Linked DNA regions of Mus musculus: region 2 is linked to region 1. Evidence: chromatin contacts called from public HiChIP or PLAC-seq data. All regions are on one chromosome and are shown on one strand. Each heading gives the region's core, a stretch centred on a gene start, on an enhancer-like site or on the middle of the called end of the contact. The rest is flanking DNA. Distances are from core to core; before and after follow the strand shown. Region 1 overlaps Srsf12 (serine and arginine-rich splicing factor 12). Region 2 has its middle 20 kb from the start of Rngtt.

The links. HiChIP or PLAC-seq counts read pairs in DNA pulled down with a chosen protein or histone mark.
Region 2: an H3K4me3 HiChIP or PLAC-seq map of craniofacial prominence shows a contact between it and region 1, with 2.3 times the contacts expected there. The contact joins two enhancer-like sites. A contact is called at or near these places in 9 of 39 promoter capture datasets (the HPC-7 cell line, cranial neural crest, embryonic stem cells and 4 more), 4 of 15 datasets of contacts at CTCF or cohesin (CD8 T cells, embryonic stem cells and pro-B cells), 74 of 484 Hi-C or Micro-C datasets (the AML12 cell line, B cells, the Ba/F3 cell line and 40 more), 10 of 115 datasets of contacts at active chromatin or transcription factors (CD8 T cells, bone marrow-derived dendritic cells, craniofacial prominence and 4 more) and 2 of 9 other capture datasets (adipose tissue and liver).

What each region holds. Positions count from the first base shown.
Region 1 is chr4:33,222,260-33,227,161 of GRCm38.p6, reverse strand. Srsf12 (serine and arginine-rich splicing factor 12) reads right to left here. Exons shown (of 5, transcript NM_001372518.1): 2 at 3,490-3,594; 3 at 1,294-1,397; 4 at 993-1,134. Among named protein-coding and RNA genes, the nearest start is that of Srsf12, 15 kb to the right of the region's middle. Within about 2 kb of position 2,916, at least 14 of the 459 cell types and tissues checked have an H3K27ac peak or open chromatin away from gene starts, as enhancers often do. A contact at or near this core is called in craniofacial prominence and hepatocytes, where this site is marked.
Region 2 is chr4:33,288,037-33,292,938 of GRCm38.p6, reverse strand. No RefSeq gene overlaps it. Among named protein-coding and RNA genes, the nearest start is that of Rngtt, 20 kb to the left of the region's middle. Within about 2 kb of position 2,653, at least 183 of the 459 cell types and tissues checked have an H3K27ac peak or open chromatin away from gene starts, as enhancers often do. A contact at or near this core is called in craniofacial prominence and hepatocytes, where this site is marked.

The DNA.
Region 1 (4,902 bases), core at 1,667-4,166:
GCACTGGAATATAGCCAATAAATCCAAGTTGAATAACAATATATGGGCTAGGTATGGTGGTACATGCCTGTAATCCTAGGACTCGGGAGGCTGAAGCTGAAGGATCTTTTCAAATTTGAGCCTGACTTGAGTTAAATAGTGTGTTCAAGGCCAGCCTGGATTATATAGCACTTTTAAAAAGTTAGGGGGCACTGGTGTACATTTGTAAATCCAGCACTGAGGGATGTGGTGTGTGTGTGTGTGTGTGTGTGTGTGTGTGTGTGTGTGTAGGTAGAATGGTAGACTACAGTTCACTGGCCAGCCAGGCTAGTTTAAGTGACAGAGCTTCAGTTTAAGTGAGAGACCCAGTTACCAAAAACTAAGGTACAGAGTGATCGAGAGAGATACCGGATGAAAACCTCTAACCACACACATGCATGCACACCCACATGAATAAATGCGCACACATCCATGAATGTGTACTTAGAGCACACACAATCAAAATGACGGTAACAAGCCCCTGTCTAAGGATAAAAAGTTTTAAAGGGGGCTGGTGAGATGCCTCAGTGGTTAAGAACATTGACTGCTCTTCCGGAGGTCCTGAGTTCAAATCCCAGCAACCACATGGTGGCTCACAACCATCTGTAATGAGAAACAAATAAAAAACTTATGGGCCGAAGCGAGCGGGCCCGGATCAAGTGGGGGGCTGGAGTGAACAAGAGGGATAAGGGAAGGCAGGAAAAGAGAGAGAAAAAAAGGGTTTTTTTGGGGGGGGGCGGTATATAGTAGGGATATAGTAGAGTGTCCATTAGCACATGTCCAGTCCTGAGTTCAACCCCAGTGTTCAGTAACACAATATGTGATAGAGAGGAACATAACTTTCTACAGATGTTAGTTTACACATCTTAGACAAAATCAGCCAAGTACCTGCTCCTCCACCTCCCGTAATTCTTTCAAATGCTCGCTGGAAACAGCAGAAAATGAGGCTGCCCACTGTTCCTCTTGGTACTTACTCTTTCAGGCTGTCCGAGTGCCTCCGGTCTCTTCCCCATGAAGAACTCCGGCTGCGCGATCTCCTCTGGCTGGGGCTTCTGGATCTCCTGTGGTCACTCGGGGAGCACAGGTGGCGTTCTTTTGACTTCATTTGGCCTGGTGCTGGAATATGAAGAACAAGGCTTCTAACAGTTCACTACCTGAAAACCACGGGGGCTGCCACTCCGTCCGTATCACTTTCCGAAGAACTCTAAAGCAAAGCTATTGCTGCCGAAGCTCATTCCGCTAAGTAAGCAAGCTCTAATGGTCATGTGCACTTACTTTTGCGATCACCTTGTGCAAACTGTATTTCAATTTGCCGGCCACATACCCACTTCCTGTTGAGGTTGTAAAGTGCGTCTTCAGCATCCCGAACATCTTCAAACGTGACCAGTGGTTAAGGACACTTTGGACATCAGAGGGTAAATAAAAGCACTTCTAGGATATTATTTACATGTGAAATTTAGTCAGCAAGAAAACCAAGTTGTGGCTTTAATATGAATGACCAAAAAAGATTTTGTATTTTACTATGAAAACAAATGCCCTCTTTTGATTAGAAACATGAATATAAAATAAACAGTAGACACAATATAGCAGCATAATTTAAAGCATGAGAAGAAACAATTAATCCCAAGTTAGCCGGCATTATAGGATGAACTTTTAGGGCTTTTCAGAGTAAGGATCCATCAAGTTCTCCGTGGACAGATCAGCAAGCAGAAGCTCTTATTCTGCAAGCAAAAGTCTCTGTCATTAAAAGTTTAGTTATGAAATTTAGGAGAAGTGACTCCTAAACAAAACTGCAGCAGTAGAAGTAAGGCAAGACCAAGGGGCCTCTCTTCCCAGTGATGGCCGACTAGGCCATCTTCTGCTACATATGCACCTAGAGACATGAGCTCCGGGGGTACTGGTTAGTTCATATTGTTGTTCCACCTATAGGGTTGCAGACCCCTTAAGCTCCTTGGGTACTTAGTACAGGGGACCGCCAGGGCCAAGAAGTGGGAGTGTGTAGGTAGGGGAGCAGGGCGTGGGCGTCGGGAGTAGGGTATAGGGTACTTTCAGGATAGCATTTGAAATGTAAATGAAGAAAATATCTAATAAAAAAATTGAAAAAAAGAAAAGTAAGGTAAGCCAGCAGACTACTTTGGTCTTTAATGATGGTGTCCACTTTTAAACTTACTGCTTTAAACAATCCCCTATGTGTTACTACATGGGATGTAAGTATAAAGTAACAGGAAAAAAAAACGAACTGTTGAGGTTCAAAGAAACCGGAGACAAATGGCTAAGTGGGGTGCCTATTAGCATATCAAAGTGGGGGCTGCCACCAATCACAGCGTTTTGAGTATGTGCTGCAGAGTCATCCTGGCTGACCACTGGAACATCCTACCCGAATCAGTGCTGGACTTCCCTTGCCTGGCCCCAGCTTCTCTTCCCTATATAACCCAGCCATTTTGGCTCCATGCTCTCCTGGTGCTCTTGGCCTCTTGGCTCCTGGTCCATCCTCCTCCTGCCATGGCTCAGTCCAATCTGGACCCTTCCAGGTGCCTCTAGCTGTTTTCTCTCTCTTATCTACAACAAAACTTGTCCTCGGCCACACCTAGGAACAGTTATGACCTCATTTTTCATTCAAAAACAATGTGCAAACATCTGGAATCACATATATTGATTTGAAATGCTCCACTGAACTTGCTAATCTAAAGCACATGACTGCAAGCCTTACTATAGTGGATAGTAGCTGTGTGAAAATGTAAATAGCTGTACTTCGGAGGCCGTTTACCAGCTCTCTCTCTCTCTCTCTCTCTCTCTCTCTCTCTCTCTCTCTCTCTCTCTCTCTCTCGGACAGGGTCTCATTTTGTAGCTCTGGCTGGCCTGGAGCTCCTTCTGTGGACCGTGCTGTCATTGAACTTTGCTTTCCAAACATTGGGATTAAAGGTACGAGCCACCATGCTGGGCCCTGTTTACTAGTTTTCTTACAGTAGCAAATAAACAAACAAGGAAGGTCAAAAATGCACATAAAAGGAGACTGGCAATGACCTCAGCAACACAACATTTTGAACCGAGATCTTTACCCTTTGGGACTTGCAAAGTGGACTTTATAAGAGATGTAGAACCAATAAAAATCTGACTTGGGTTTGTCTCCAGAACTCTGTGCAAACACAGCTGGTCTCAAAGATTGCTTTGTTTGCTGCTTGATAAAGGCTTCATTCTTCCAGGTCTTACATGGTGCCTACCCGTCCTCTTTGCTCCTTGCTACTTGAACTTAGGTACCTTTTGTTTGGACTGCTAGGCTTACATTTAGCTAACAGGTAGATTCAAACTAGGGAGGTGCTCACCAGCTGCTGTGGGCTGTCTTAGATTTATTTTCTGAGATAAAGAAATAAACACATTTAATTAGACAATGCTGAGCTCATTCACTCCTGAGTACATATATATAAGCCCAGGATGCAGTATATTTGCATGCACACATAAAATGAAGGATATTGAACATAAGCAAATCCTCTGGGGCGGCGACTGTAGAAGTCCAATGGGATATAAACGTCTACTATGGGGCCATATCGGCCAAACTCACGGCGCAAGTCCTCGGGCCTGGAATGTTATAGAAATAAGGCAAAGAAATATAAAAGGTTGGAATAAATATTTTGTCTACAGAGATCCAATTGAAACGTCCAAAATAAAGTGTATGGTTGGGTCAGTGAAGGAGCTCATCTCAATGGGTAAGGGTATATGGTGCTGTAACCGGTCTTTGGCTACTTGGTGGGTTCTCTTCCACCCTTCTCCACCCCTTTTCTACCCTTTCAATCCACTAACACTAGGTAAGAGAGAAGAAAGAGAAGCGATCCCTGAATCAAGTCAGGGATCAGAAAGGAGGCCACATTGTCATTGGACTACTTCCTGCTGATCAGAAACATCCAGTCCCTTGGGACAAATTTTATCTTTACTATCAGGCTAATTTCTTCTTACTCTTGTTTCTTCTTTGTGCACAACTACTTAACAAACCTCCACCAACAACAAACAGCCCACAACCCACCACACTTCTCGGTGCCCTAGGATTTATGTAGCCGCTGAAAAGTCCCCAGAATTCCAAACGTCACACAATTGCAGAAACCATCAGCAGCTGGTAAAAAAAAAAAAAAAAAATCATGCCCTGCTAGAGCACGAGGCAAATCATAGTCAGATGCTGCGGACAGTCTGAAGGATTCCTATATACCAAACCTGGGATTAAAATGAAAACATCTTCTTATAATATTTCTGTGCTTTTTAAAGAAACCAACACCGAGAGGCACACACAAATAAATGTTAAAAAAAGTTAAAATGGAAGTATATTGTCTAAACTTCCCTTATCTAAAACTGTCTCTCATAACAATTATCCACATTTCTTTCTGGGGGTGGGGGTGGGGTGGTTATGGTAGGTTAGAGGAACCAAATCTTGCTATGTAGACCAGGCTGGCATCGAACTCACAGATCTGCCTCAGACTTCCAAGTGCTACAATTGCAGGTTGTACCTCATACCTACCTTCATACACAGGTATGAACACTTTTGAAAGGAAAAGAAAATCAAAACAAGACCACTCTCAGTCCTCTTGATCGTGGAGACCCTAGTTCAGGAAGTCTGGATTAGTGACCTGGGAGTCTGTACTTTTTATAGATATTTCAGGTGGTTGTTAAAGTTAGTCAAGTTCAAAAAGCCTGACCCAGTACATCTGCCTTTATAAGTCATTTCTATCACAAGACTTGACAGTTTCATTTAAGAACACATGCACTTGCCTCTCTATAACTTCATGCTTATTCTAACTTTGTTTTCAGAAGGGAAGAATTATAATCTAAAGGAGTCTCAGAATTACTTCTTAGACTTTTAACAAAAAAATGTGGTTTCCCATATAACCAAAAGCAGAG
Region 2 (4,902 bases), core at 1,404-3,903, 66 kb before region 1:
AATGAGGTCTGGTCAAGTTTTCTTGAATTCAGCTCCACTCCTAATGTTGGATTTGGCTCCACCACCAGATTCATAGTAGCAGAGGCCAGCCTGACCTACCTCGATTAAGTAGCCGTGACTATTCCGGTACTCTGGCTGTCCAGCTCATGTCGGTAACCTCATTACAAAGGTGTAATGATGATGGGAGGGAGGGGGCTCTCTAAGCACTGCTGTGCCTTTCACAGATAATAATTATCAGCTTCTGTGTGCCATAAAAAACTTAGTTCAACTGTTTTCAATGATGTTCAACCGATTTCAATGGGCTGCTGATTTCCCTTTCAGTTGAGATAAGACAGTTTTCACACCAATTATTGCTGGTGTGCACAGCTATGCTTAATAGATATGGGACCCTGTAGACTTTGAGAGAATCGGGTTTCTCAGTTCAGGGAGAATATGAAAAACTGCAATCTGCCAGGACAGCTTCATCGTACCCCAGCTCTGTCACTTATGGGTTTCAGATGTTTTCTTTCCTGTTGAGAAAAGAAGGGTCTGGCTCTGTCTCCCAGGCTGACCTAGAACTCGCTCCTGCTCCTGCTCCTGCTCCTCCTCCTGCTCCTCCTGCTCCTGCTCCTCCTGCTCCTGCTCCTGCTCCTGCTCCTGCTCCTGCTCCTCCTGCTCCTGCTCCTCCTGCTCCTGCTCCTCCTGCTCCTGCTCCTGCTCCTGCTCCTCCTGCTCCTGCTCCTGCTTCTGCTCTCCTCCTCCTGCTCCTGCTCCTGCTCCTCCTGCTCCTCCTCCTTCTCCTCCTCCTCCTCCTCCTGCTTCTCCTCCTGCTCCTGCTCCTCCTCCTCCCCTCCCCCCTCAAATGTTGGTATTATAGGTGTGTGCCATCACATACAACTTTACAAAACTACAGATTTATTGACTCTCAACCAGGACTTCTTTCATTCATTGATTTCTGGTTTGCAAGTTTTGTGTTTGTTTGCGACCGAGTCTCACGTGTCCCAGGGTGGCCTCAAACTCCCTGAGTACCCAAGGATGAACGTGAACTCCTGATGGTCCCTATTCTACTTGAGTGCTGGAATTATAGGCGCTTTCTATCACATCTCATTTTGTTCGCCTCTGGGGACAGAGGCAAACAAAACCCAGAACTCTGTACGTTATAAGGCAAACATGCTATCATCTGACCTACATCCAAGCCTATATAGTTACTTAGACTTACTATAGATCCAGGAGGATCTCCTGCTCCAGCCTCTACAACCACAGTGTCCTATCACCATATCACCCACACAGCTCAAGCATTCTACCATCTGTCACACCTAGCTGAAGACTGCCAGGTAATGCAGTGCGTGCCTGTAAGCTCAGTACTCCAGAGGCTCGAGCAGGAAGACCTGGAATCAGGCTAGCTTGGACTCTATATGTATATTAGATTTTAAGGGGGAAAAAATTAACCTTTCGGGGCCCAAGGTTTTAACTTTGCCCCTGAAACTTGAAAGGCACAACATCACCTGGCGAGGTCATTAAATGTAAAATCTAATTCAATAGGTTTGGCGTGGACCTGAAATTCTGCATTTCACTTATTTCTCTGAAGACAGAGTCTCAGGTAGGTAAGCCATGTTGGTTTCAAATGCCCTTTATATAGCTAAGGATGACCTAGAAATCCTGACCCTCCTGCCTCAGTCCTGAAGCACGCTCTCTCTCTCTCTCTCTCTCTCTCTCTCTCTCTCTCTCTCTCTCTCTCTCTCAAACTAGTGATACTTTTTTTTTTTAAAATGTCTGAGTGTTTGCACACCTGCATGCCAGAAGAGGGCATCAAATCCCTTTATAGATGGTCGAGATTCACCGTGAGGCTGCTTAGAATTGAACTCAGGACCTCTGAAAGAGCAGCAAGTGCTCTTAACTGCTGAGCCATCTCCCCGCCCTCTTGCAGCTTCCTCATATAAGAGGTTAGTAGCTAATATTGAACATGGGAGATGCTTTTCTAAACTAAGAATTGAATAAACTATCTCTACATCAGTGTTGGGAATTTGATCTCTTCACTGATTAAAATCCCAGGTCCTCACACTTGCATAGCAAGCACTGTCCCCACTAGGATAGCCTGGAGCCCCCGTTTTCTTTGTGTTTGTTGAGATAAGGTTTCATGCCACCCAGGCTAAGCTTTGTTACATACCAGAGACCACACTTGAATTTCTTACCTTCCTGTCTTCACTTCCTAAGTGCTGGGATTAGTCTTGAACTAACATGCCCAATCTACATTTTTCTTGCAAGTTTTCCTTCCAATATCAAATAAGAATGGCTTTACGTACTTAAGAAGTAGAAAGAGAAGCTAGAAAACAAGCCACCAGTTGAACTATACTCTGTGGCCTATGGCTACCTTTTTAAAAGCCCCCCAGTTTTCTATGGAATAGCCCAAGCCACTCCCTTGAGCTGTGAATAAAAAATCCTTTTAGGAAGCTTCTGCATCAGAGAGTACTCGCAGCCCTTAGGGAAGATGCACTTTAGAAATGGGCAGTGTCCCTGCGAGGTGTTCTTAGAGTGCTGGCATTTTCTTCAATACGCTTTTGTAATAGGGGAAATTACTATTCCAAAACACAAGCTTTAAAGACCTGTTAGCACACTGTGGTCTGAGTAACCCTTGGAGACCATGCAATCCACTGGCTAGACAGCCTGGAAACAGCCACTCGACCAATCCACTGCCTGGAAACAGTCTTGGTCCAATCAGCCTCCTAGAAACACTACCCCAACCAATCAGGGGTTTTCTAAGAATTATTTTTCTGTAAAATCTGCCCCTTGTTGCCTGACAAACCGAAACCAGAATGATAAAATGTACCTGAATTTGCTTCTACACTGACTTTCTCAGCCCCAGATGGGCCGTGGCCAGCTTGACAGACAAGCATTCTCCCTTCAGTGGGGTTCCTGCTGCAACAAGTAATTTTTTTAAACCACATCATAATCATTTTGGGCTGAGGTAAGAAAGAGATTTCAAAATATATTATTGTAGTTGTTCCAATGTGGATTCATGTGAGGAAGTTTTGGTTTGGGGTGCAGTCCTGGCTACCCATGAGAGTGAGCTGCAGTGTTTTAAATCCCTGGTACCCAGACCGACTAAGTCTGAGTTTCTTCTCATTGCTGGTGACTGATTGGGTGTAGATTCAATCAGAGAAGTCTCACCACACTAAGTCTTAGCAGGATCAGCAAGCTCCCGGAGAGGTGGTTCCTGGTGAGTTTGCTTTGTTTTTGTTGTGTGTTGCATTGTAAGTTTTTCTGCCTGGGGACTGTAAATAGGAAGGAAGTTACAGAAAGACACCAATGGTAAGGGCAGGACTGGGTCATCTGAACTCACTGAGGGCATGTCGTGGTGGTGAGGTTTACGGTTGCCGTGTTGGAATGATTTTACCCTTCCTGTTATAACACCGTCATTTCACACCATTTGTTGGGGACCCTGGGTCTGTATTTAAAGTTTCATTCTACCATTCGCCTAAAGTCAATCAAAATGGGGAAGTGAGCATATATTTGGTGAGATATCATAGGGTAAGGAGTCAGCTTTGCGGTCGGTACGTTCACCATATACAGCAAACTAAGAGTTAATACAAAATGGTTGAGGTGACCCAATTGCAGACGCAGGGCTTCCTAAGAGGTGATCAGTAAGCTGCAGTGCCAAGTCTCAGAGAGGAGCCTGCGGCACTGTGTTCAAATGCATCCCCAGGACTGCTCTGCAACCAAAGAGATTGTTATCTAATCGCTTCTGTAATGTGGGTGAGCATTTCAGATATCGCTGTAGTCATGGAAGGTGTTGCTGGCTGTGTAGACTGGGAAGGAAGACTCTGGAGACAGGGCATAGAGAGAGAGAGTCTCTATACCTTTCTGGAACCATATGAAACAGAAAATACATCTCTATGGGGGTTCTTCTCTAAGGGGGTGCTTTCCTGAATTATTGAGATGGTAGGAGAAAAAAACTACATATATTCTAGCCAACTCTACCCAGTGTGTCATCAGGCCCTTTGGGTAGTGGAACTCCTTGGGGGATTATCAAGCCAGATCCCCTCACAACCTGGCTCTGGGAGTTATAATCCTAGTGCAGCCTGGTCCTTAGAAATCTTCACTAACCGGGCATGGTAGCATTTGCCTGTGATGATGAAGCTGGAGGATCCGTGTGAGCTCCAGGCCAGCCAGGGCCCTCTTACAAGAGTCAGGCTCTAAAATCAAAACAGGGCTGCCCAAGATGGCTCCACTATAAAGACACTTGTCACTAAGCCTAGCAACTTGAGTTTTATCCCTATAGTCACGTAATGGAAGGAGACAATCCATTCCCCAAACTGTCCTTTGACCTCTGTACAAGCACTGTGGGGTGTGCCCTACCCTTATGTGGTCTCTGTCTCTGTCTCTGTCTCTCTCTCTCTCTCTCACACACACACACACACACACTCTCTCTCTCTCTTATTCTCTCTCTCTCTCACACACACACACATGTTTAAACATTAAAACAAAAGTAACTCTCCAAGAATGATATAAAATAGGAAAAGAATTTTTAATAATTGTGGGGTTTTTTTGAGATTATAACATATCATTTCCCCCTTCACCTTTCTCCTCCTAAACCTTCCCAACCCACATTGCTCTCTTTCAAACTTATGGCTTCTCTTCCTTTAGTTGTTGTTCCACACATGCATACGTGCATAAGCACACACACACTTAAATGCATGAATACAACCTTCTCAGACTGAATAATGGTACTTGTATGTATGGTTTCAGAACTGACCGTTTGGTGATGGATACGATTGGTGTGCTCTTCCCTGGGGAAGACTATTTCTTAGTTGTCTATAGTTCTCTGTGAGGCACTGAAGTCTCCTGGGCTCCCACCCCCATCCATGTCAGTGAGGGAACAAATCTTTTGGGTTCAGACTCCATCTTAGAGAGTCTGACCTAAGG